Linked DNA regions of Dromaius novaehollandiae: region 1 is linked to region 2. Evidence: chromatin contacts called from public Hi-C data. All regions are on one chromosome and are shown on one strand. Each heading gives the region's core, a stretch centred on a gene start, on an enhancer-like site or on the middle of the called end of the contact. The rest is flanking DNA. Distances are from core to core; before and after follow the strand shown.

What was found. A called contact is a pair of places that touch in the nucleus more often than the background predicts.
Region 1: a contact with region 2 is called in a Hi-C map of liver, with 5 times the contacts expected there. The contact joins the promoter of MARCKS here to the enhancer-like site in region 2. A contact is called at or near these places in 2 of 4 Hi-C or Micro-C datasets (brain and liver).

The regions. Positions count from the first base shown.
Region 1 is chr3:53,475,213-53,480,252 of bDroNov1.hap1, forward strand. MARCKS (myristoylated alanine rich protein kinase C substrate) reads left to right here and starts at 3,080. Exons shown (of 3, transcript XM_064508895.1): 1 at 3,080-3,241; 2 at 3,529-3,649; 3 at 4,725-5,040. The coding sequence starts at 3,551.
Region 2 is chr3:52,656,998-52,661,904 of bDroNov1.hap1, forward strand. All of the region lies in intron 1 of LOC135328018 (a long non-coding RNA gene), which reads left to right. Among named protein-coding and RNA genes, the nearest start is that of LAMA4, 50 kb to the left of the region's middle. Within about 2 kb of position 2,189, at least 1 of the 2 cell types and tissues checked has open chromatin away from gene starts, as enhancers often do.

The DNA.
Region 1 (5,040 bases), core at 1,830-4,329, 820 kb after region 2:
ACATTTTGGAAGCATTCTAGCAAACAGCTTCATTTGGGGAATACAACAGACAGTGAGAAATCAGGAAATTTGCCATGGCTATGCTCTTAACCTTTGGTGAAGCCATGGGAGAAGAATCCTGCCACTTCCCTGAGAACAGTTTTCCAGCACTGTCTCTTCTTGTTCATTTTTAGGCTCATCAGAGCTGTCTCTCAGTCATAGCTGGTGTATTCTTAAACCCATTATCACTTCACCCATATCACATGGGGGTTATGATTTCTTGCTGACACAGCTATTGTGGTAGAAGTTTTAACAAAAAAGCATCAGCCTATACATGAGCACCTTGGAACTGGTACATCTTTGTTCCCACCAAAGAAACACTGCGAGATCTTTTCATGTGGAAGAATTTTTCACATTTTCACATTCATTTCTGATTAGTCTTGCTGGATACACCAGTCGGGGCTCCCTCTCTCTCTCTCTCTCTTTTTTTTTTTTTTGAGTTCCCCTTCCCTTGGAAGCAGATATAAAGCCCAAGAACTTGAGTAAAGCGCAGCATTAAGAATGAAGCATGTCCCCTACAGTGTGTCTGTTTGCTGAGCACTTAAAGGTGTGGAGTGACAATGAGCAGCCTGGTAACTGGTAGGCAGTAGTTTGGTCAAGGGGTTTAATCTTGTATTTCCACCCCACATTAGAGGGTTTGGGATAGAAGGCACAGATAGATGTCCTGGCTGTAATGCATCTGAGACTGACACAGGGAGTGCATATATTTTCCAGATTATTTGCTTGTCCAATAACTCTGCAGAAGAGCTTGTGGAACTGAGCATATAGAATAACATGAAAAAAAGGCATTTTTGTTTTCTTTTGGAGTTATAAAACATTGAAACAGCTGAAAAACACATTGAGTTGGTAAAGCACACACCATCAAAACTCCCACAGCCATTCTGTGAAATTTTCCAGCGACACTACTCTGAAATTCAGACGCAGCCACGTTTGAAAGTGAAATTGCCTATGCCCATGCAGCCACGTTTGAAAGTGAAATTGCCTATGCCCATGCAGGTGGACGGATGAGTTTTGCTAGCGAGCGCGTGGTCCTGCCATGGTCTTCAAGCAGGTCTTCTCAGGGGCTGTGTTGCATCAAGCCATCCAACAGTAAAACACGACCTGTTTAACGTCCAAGGGAAGAGAGCAAACACGACGCTGGGAGTCTCCTTGGGAAGCGGGCGAGGACCGCGAAGCCGCCAGCTTCGCGGAAGGCCGTCCTCGCCTCGCGGCCGAGGTGCTGCCAGGAGGCGAGGCGAGGCTCCGCCTCCCGCCCTCCCATCTCCGCTGCCTCAGGTGCCGCGGCCCCGCGCACACCCACGCCTCGGCGCGGGGATGCGGAGGCTCCCGGCAGCCGCCCCCGGCCCCAGCCGCGGCGGCGGGCGGGCTCCCAGCAGCCGCTGCCGCCGAGCGCCCGCGGAGCCCCCGGCCCCGCCTCCCCGGGCACCGGCCCCGCCGTCGCCACGGCGACCGGGGCGGGCGGACAAAGGGCCGCGGAAGCCCCCGGGCCCGGCGCGGCCCCCTGCCCGCCAGCGCCCCTCGCGCCCCCGCCGCGTGGGCAGGGCGGCGGCCGCGCAAGCCGCGCGCGGGGCCGCGCCGCCCGCAGGGGCGCGTCGGGAGCGCGGTGCTCGGCGGGGTTTGCGCGGGGGGAGACGGCAGCTCGGCGGCGGGGCTGGCACGCGTGTGTTTTCTCCACGGTGCGAGCCTTCTCCCTGCGTAGTACGCGCGGAGGGGGTATATGCGAAATGCAGCGGGAGGAGGAGGAGGGGGGGTGAAGGGGGGGAGAGAGAGCGCTTGATCTAAAAAACAAATTTCCCTTCGTGCATGTTGCCCACAAGAAGCGAAATATTCCCTTGACTGATTCTCCTGTTGCTAAAAATAAAGCTCGCTCTCGTTAGGGTTATTGAAATGCAGCGGACACACAAAGCGCGTCGGATTCGCCAGCCCCGTGTAATCCTTGGGGAGAGAAAGGTGGGCGGTTGGCCGGGTGTCGTACATTCCCGAGCCCTTCATTATTTTAATAATTTTACCATCCTTGTTTATAAACAGCCAGGCGTTTGGAGATCACCCGAGTTTTGGAAATGAGTGTTCTGACGTTCATTTCTGCTCCCCGAAAGGGGGTGGGGGTAGTCTGAACCAGCCTTTTCGCCTTTTACACCGGAGAAAGCCGAGCGGCTCCCTGCGCTGCCCGCATACGGGTCTCCCCTCCCCCCGGAGAAAGGAAATCAATCAGATCCGCGGTATTTCGCACAAACTAGCGCTGCTAAACGCTCGAGATGACCGTTAATTCGAATGCATTAGTTTCGAGTTACATCTTATTCGGGGGTTTAAATTCAACGTAAATACCCACTTAGGGCTCAGAGTCGAGAAAGCGCCAATGTTCCTCCGGTACGTCGCTTCGCCCACTACTTTGGTGAACGAAAATGCAATCTTCAAATGGGTCACCGGCTCAGAAAATACTTTAAAAACACAAATCAGGAACAATCAGACAGCAGAATTTAATTAGAGCCGTAGGGTAATCGCAAAATATTTTATTTCTAGCCAATATCGCTGTGGGGGAGGGGGGCCGTTTCTGCTTCGGCAGCGTCTCCTGCCGCTGCTGCGTTCAGCGTTTGCAACATCTGGCCTACAGACCTACTAATTTCGACTCGTGATCTCGTTTGGCGAAACTCGATCTACGTGGTTCAAATACCTTCCAAATTGGGGGCGATTTAACAATCGCGACCAATTAAACCCAGGGACAAAAAAAAAGAAAGAAAGAAAAAAAGCAGCAAATCCCCTCCTCTGTCTCCCCTCTCCTCCCCCCCCACCCAGCCTCGCACACTATCTGTTGCTCTCTCGCGGCAGAGGGTGGGGGCGGCGGCACGGGCTCGCGCTCGCACACCCCTCGCACCACCGTACCTGCCCCGCCCGCCCCGCTCTGTCTGCGCGCCGCGCGGCGCCCGCCGGCGCGGAGCAGCGCGCGCCCGCGCAGCCCGGCGCGCGCCCGCGCGCGGCGTTCATTGTCGGCCGGGGGCTGATTTCAAACCGCTGCCATCGCGGCTCCATTGTTCGCCGGGCGCGCAGGCCCCGCCCCCCTTTGTGTGGCGCGGCGGCGATTGGCCGGCGCCGGGCGGAGGGCTGCCGTCACCGCTCGGGAAGCCCATTCATCTGTGCACTTGGGCGTTGGACTCCGCATCTTATTAGCAACCAGGGAGATTTCTCCATTTTCTCCTTGTCTACAGTACGGCTACAAATCTGGGATTTTTTATTAACTCTTTTTACTAAACTTGGGCTCCTTTTTTTTTTTTGCTCGACTTTTTCCTCCCTTTTTTCCCCTCCCTCCTGTGCTGCTGCTTTTTGATCTCTTCAACTTTACATTTTTTAAAAGGAGTGCATTATAATCGGTTCTGTTCTCTCTTCTCTTTTTTTTTCCCCTCTGGTGTGTGTGTGTGTTGCTGCTGCTGCTGGTCGCCCAGTATTTATACCAACCCAACGCTCTTTGTTTCCCCTCTTTTTGGATCTGTTGAGTTTCTTTGTTGAATAAGACAGCATGGGTGCCCAGTTCTCCAAGACCGCTGCAAAGGGCGAAGCCTCCGCTGAGAAACCTGGAGAAGCAGTGGCTGCATCTCCATCCAAGGCGAATGGACAGGTAAAAAAAAAAAAAAAAATTAAACCTACTTATTTTTTTAAGCCAACTTCGACGGACTCTCTTTTGCATCCTGCTTAATTCTTCTTCTTTTGAAGCCCCGGTGGCACATTCAATGGAGAATACGGTCAACCCTTTTTATCTTTGCAACTCAAGGCAAAGGAATAATTTCTTTACGTTTTAGAACGGGCTTGGCTTTGAGTGCTTTATTTCTTTATCTTTCCTGCGGGGGGGGGGGGGGGGACATCGTTCAAAAAAAAAAATCCCAAATCCCTCGTGTATTATCTCGAAGGGTCCCCGTGGCTCATGAACGGAAGGATCTCATGCAGCTCGGCTTTGCTGCCCTCTCTCCCTCCCGCTCCCGAAGACGACCGCTGACCGGCCCCGCTCGCCCCTCGCGGGCGGGGTGGCCGCGGAGCAGCGGGCTGCGCCGGGGCGGGCTGCGCCGCTGCGCGCGGCTGCGAGCGCCCCGTCCTCGCCGGGGGGCCGCGGCAGGGCGCGGGGGTGGGGGAAGCTTTGTGTCACCCCTGTGCGATGCGGCACCCCCCGCTGCCGCGCACTGCTGCGCGGGGCGGCCAGCCGCGCCCCGCGACCCCTGGGCTCGTTGGAGTTGCAGCGGGGGCCCCTTCGACCAAACCGCGGAGGAGGGGGGGACGAGGGGCACTATCCCCCCCCACCCCGTGCGGCGGGGCGGGGGTCGCGGGTGCGGGCGCCGCGGGCTTTGTTCCCCTCCTCCCGCCGCGGCGGGGCTGGACGGGGCGCGCCGGGGCTGCGGCCGCCGCCACGCCTGCAGCAGGCAGCGCCCTCTGCCGGCGCCCGGCCCCGCCGCGGGAGGGGGCCTCGGCCCCCCGGCCGGGCCGCGCCGCCGGGCGGGGGGGAGCCCTGAGAATACCTAAATGTATCAATTAAAATATTGCAAGGGAAATTTGGAGGAGGAGGAGGAGGGCGGCGGCCGCGCATCGGGCGTGGTGATCCGAGGCGGGGGGCCGGGCCCGACCCGTCGGGTCGGGTCCCGCGGGGCCCTCCCGCCCCCCCGAGGCGGCCGCTTGCCCCGGTAACCGGCGTGGGTGTCTTGCAGGAGAACGGCCACGTGAAGGTGAACGGCGACGCCTCCCCCGCCGCGGCGGAGGCGGGCAAGGAGGAGGTGCAGGCCAACGGCAGCGCCCCCGCCGAGGAGACGGGCAAGGAGGAAGCGGCCTCGTCGGAGCCCGCCTCCGAGAAGGAGGCGGCCGAAGCCGAGAGCACCGAGCCGGCCTCGCCCGCCGAGGGAGAGTCCTCCTCCAAGACCGAGGAGGGCGCGACCCCCTCGTCCAGCAGCGAGACCCCGAAAAAAAAAAAGAAGCGCTTTTCCTTCAAGAAGTCCTTTAAGCTCAGCGGCTTCTCCTTCAAAAAGA
Region 2 (4,907 bases), core at 939-3,438:
TCTTATGTTCCTCCTCAGCCTGTTCTCCTGCACGCTAAACAGGTCAAATACACTCAGTCCTTCCTCCCAGGTTATGTTTTCTAGACCTCGATCATTCCCATCAATCTCCTCTGGACTATCTCCAACAAGTTCTTATTTTCTTTAAGAGCAGCCCCCAGTGCAGTACTCCAGCTGAAGTTTAACTGGTGCTGTGTAGGATGGACAGATGACTCTTCCAGTCTTGCAGGCTACACTTCTATTTATACACCTCAGTGTGATGTTTCTTTTTTTTTTGGAAGTAGCATGATGTTGTTGACTCATTTTCAGCTTGTGATCCATAGTAATGTCCGTGTTTTTTCAGAGTTGCTGCTTAATCTCTGTCTTCCAGTGCCTGTTCAGTTGACTGTCACTATGTAACTACAGTAAATTGTGCACATCCCTTTTGAATAACATTACATTTCTCTTGGTCTGTACCTCTGATTTGCTATGATCTTTTTGAATTCTGTACCTCTCTTTCAGTATACTCCCAGATCTGCAAATATGATAAGCACAATGTGTTCCATTACCCAAATCAATCATGAAAATACTGTGCTGCACTGGACCCTGGGCATACCTTGTGGGGCCCTATGTGATATGTAACTCTGCACTGATAGTGGATCATATCTAACTCTTCTACTATGGTTTGCCAGCCCATTTTACACACTTTGATAGTAGTTTCATGTAGCTGTGTTTCTCTAGTTTATTTATGCAAATGCCATGTGCCATAATGTGAGAAAAGGTACTAGTGTCATGGGAGCTTTTATCTCCTACGCATGATTATAGGAGTTGCACTGAAGGAGGACAAGCCCCTCTACTAAGTTACCAGTGGCAATAATGGCAAATAATTCAAAACTCTACAAGACTTTAGGAAGTGAAGTACCAGGACACAATAAGTATTAGAAGGAAGTATGGAATTAAAATACCCTTAAGACTATCAATGCATCCTGAATTCATATGTTGCTGAACGTGTGGATATTCATCTCTAGCTTGTTTCATCATGCTGATGAAACAACTTGCATCACTTTTCTGCCTTGAAACAAAAGAAAGCTTGGGGACTGGTAGAATCAGGTAGGGAGGAGGATATTGTGGATAAGGAAATTTTGCTTTTCAAGGAGCAATTCTTCCTCTTTGTGTATTGTTAAAAAGTTCAGGTACAAAAAAAATCATGAAAAAGAAAAACAGATGGAGCTACAAACCAAACCATGGAATAGATTCATTTTGGTGTGCAGGGAGAGGATACAGCACTTGGATGGAAAACAGACCCATCTAAATGAACAAAATTACCAAGCTGGATGTTGTACTTCCCATCCACAGATCTTACAGGTTTTACCAAAGGAGGTCTACAATGTAATGCAAAATACTACCAGATTATACCAATTTTTCAGAAAGAAGAATGTGGTATTAACTGTGACTTGTCCTATTGTAGCTGGCAGGAGTGTGGCAGGGCTGCAAATATCTTGGGGTTTCCCCTGGGACGATCTCATGCCTCCTTCACAAAATCCCACACTGCGCTGAGTTTACTATGCTTTTTCTCTCTAGATGATTACCATGTAACACTTTGTGGTCTGCCATTAGCACTTCAAAAGGCCAGCTGTTCCCTCAGATTATCAGTTAACTGGTTATTTCTAAATAGGCTATGGTTATTGCCCTGGGGAGATTCTAGGATGGAATATAAGTATTTTTGTTTTGTTTGACAGGTTTTTCTGAGGCTCACTTTTGGAGAGTTAGCATAAATTTCCACATAGGATAAAAGTCTTCAAGAAATCCATATACTGTCTTATTAGCATCTAATGATGTAGTTCATTCTAGCTTATGTATTTATCTATCACTCATTAATATTACAGTGCGTGTCAAATCCTTCTTTTCAAAATTACATCTCTATAGAAAGAGTATGGGCAATCTCCTTCACTGTACAAAACTCAGGAGCTTTAATGGTGTATATATGTCATTTGTATTTATTTGTGTCATCACGTGGATCTATTTTGCATGCCCTCGTACAGTCCCCTCTTGAAGCACAAGGAGAGTGACATGCTGTGATAATTTTATTTCAAGTTCTGTATTTTGTAGGCTTGAGTTTCATGTCGTAGTTTACTTAGAGACACAGTAGATGGCAGTGCATAACATAAATTACCCCTTTACTGCATACTTCTATTCCCAGCGGTAGCTGTCGGGAGCCAGTGAGATTACATGGGAGGGCACCCCCGATCCTTCTGCTCCCTGCAGAGAAAAGAAGGAGGTTTCTGCAAAGCAGCACATGCTGAAGCATTGCTTTTGTTTAGTAGATCAGGAGTGCTGAATCAGCAAAGGAAATTATTGCCGATTTAGCCAGGCTTAATCACTGGTAGAGCAGAGTAGGGAGGCTCTGAATGCCTCCTACCTCCTGACAGAGTGTGGTTTTCAGTGGATGCCAGTCCCCGGCTATTTTTGTTTTCACCCATGTTTTTGTCTTCCACTTAAAAGATCATTAATGAATTCAAATAATCCTCTTGATTCATGTTCTTAATATCTTTGATGCTTTGAAATCTAGGCAATTTGCCAGTCAAACTCATTTTTCCCCATTTGTCCTCATAGCTCTGTATTTATGTAAATGTTAGAACACTCATTCTTGGTACTTTGTGACATTGAACTAATTTGCCAAAATTTTTGTATGAAACTTCTCTTCCCAAATTCTGATGTGGGCTTCATCAATCTGATCTGGTGTGCAGGGATAATTTGAAGTAGGGAAAAAAGGGAGGATGGAGGGGAGAAGGAGGAAACATGACTTCCACGAATGCCTAGAAAACTAATACAGGACTACTGTGATACCAGGAACTGGCAAAACAAGGAAGAAAGCCCCTAAATTAGTTTTGTGTAGAAAACCCATTGCTTGCAGCACTGAACTAATCCAAGTAGATTCCAGCTCCTGGATCCAGAGTTGGTAGCTGTACAGATATGTTATGGTGCTTTCCAGAGTCAGATTGCTCATGTCAAGGCAGTTTCTGGTTTGAAAACTGTCTGGAGCATTATTAGATAAAACCAACATCTGATGTTACACTTGGAAATTTATTGGTAGCCAATGCCCAACATGGTCTCAGTATTCAAATTCTAAGGATTTGCCTGAGCTCCCTCAGTAACTGGGATAGTACTACTTTCTAAAAGAGCTCTCTGAATAGCTTGAATGTCAATTTTTTTAGAATTATGACAGAAGCACCAGAATAGTCCATTAGGTTGTCTCTTCTGTTTAATGCCAATTCTCCACCTGCAAAAGCAGCGGTCAGGTAATGACATAACTTGCATCACCTGGAATTCATAGGAAAGAGAGATCTTGTCCTCTTTGTTTTGATTAGAGATTCCTCCTCTCTTCAGCTGAGAAGAGAGACAGAAGGTTTTCTTATTTTCTCTGCCATGGGATTGTAAGGAGTATAAAGACGCATCTCGTCACATGGAGAATAATCTAATTACCAAAAGTGCTACTTAAAATGACAAACAAGGGAAAATGGCAATTGTTTTTGATAGACTGAGATGCAGACAGCATCTTTCAGTGAAAATGAAATAAAACCACAAGTGTCCAGTTGATCCTCTGGAAGGAGGATTATTTTTTAAGCAAACACATGATCCACCTGTAGGAATTAGTATATGGAACCAAGTAGTAAAAGTAATTATTTTTCTCAAGTGACCCACTCAGCATGAACTCTTTAGCCTCCAGCATGTATCATTTTGAATCAGAAGATGTGGGAAAATGGCTTACTCTATCTCTGTCCTAAAAGACAAGGAGATCAGAGCTGTTCATTTAGGATCGGCTTCTTAAAGTGTATGATCTCATTCAGAATGACTAAATAGGAGGAGAGGCCTGTTTTCAAAACAGAGGTCTTTGCAGGGAGTGCTGATTGGGAAGTAGGTCGGGAATCCCTGTGTGCAGTGGTGTTTGCAGGGAAAGCTCACCCTGTGCTCCTCTGGGAGGGTGTTTCTCTGAGAGCTTATCTCCCTTGGGAGATTCCTGTAGATGTTTGGTGCTATACCAGAACAAGCAGTTCTTCCTGGGCAGACACAAACTGAATGCAGTCTCTTCCACTGCTGAGAACTGTGTATCTGAATAAATGCTTCTCACTTTCTGACCTTCCCTGCATTTTCTGCAGTTCTGCAGAGATTCCTCTGGTGGCTGGTGGTGCGAGTACTAGCATGACCCAAGAGCAGGCTAATGGAAAGGTAGAGTTATCTCCTAATACTTGGATCTCCTAGACCAGGTGTTCTGAGATGGTGGGACGTGCTCATGGTTAATGAACACTGCGTGAGGAGGTGAATGGTTCTTCCGATGCAGGAGGGGATGGGGCCAGACTCTTTTCAGTGGTGCCCACTGACGGGATGAGAGGCAACGGGTACAAACTGAAACACAGGAAATCCCACCTGAACACATGAAAACATTTCTTCACTGTGAGGGTGGATGAACACTGGAACAGGTTGTCCAGAGAGATGGGGGAGTATCCATCCTTGGAGATGCTTGAAATCCAACTGGACATAGTCCTGGGCAACCTGCTGTAGCTGACCTTGCTTGAGCAGGGGTGTTAGTCTAGCAGTCCCTTCCAACCCCAACTATTCTGGGATTCGGTGAGTGAAGCCCAGCAAAGAGCTGAGAGGTACTACAGCTGCCTTGGCCAGTGGAATTAATTTAGGAAAACCTAAAAATAGCAGAGGTCCATGGGGGCAGATGTCCATGTCATGGCCAGCAACTTAGAAGGTAGCTCTGACTTTCACCTCAAAAAGGCCAAAGATTTAATGAACAAAAGGCCTACATTTTTGTTTTTCCCTGAGTGTCATTCCTCCAGGACAGGCCTGAATGGACAGAAATGGCACTAGCACTCTGGGGACATCTTCACAGCTGTGAAATTGTGAAGAAGCTCATCAGTCAGACT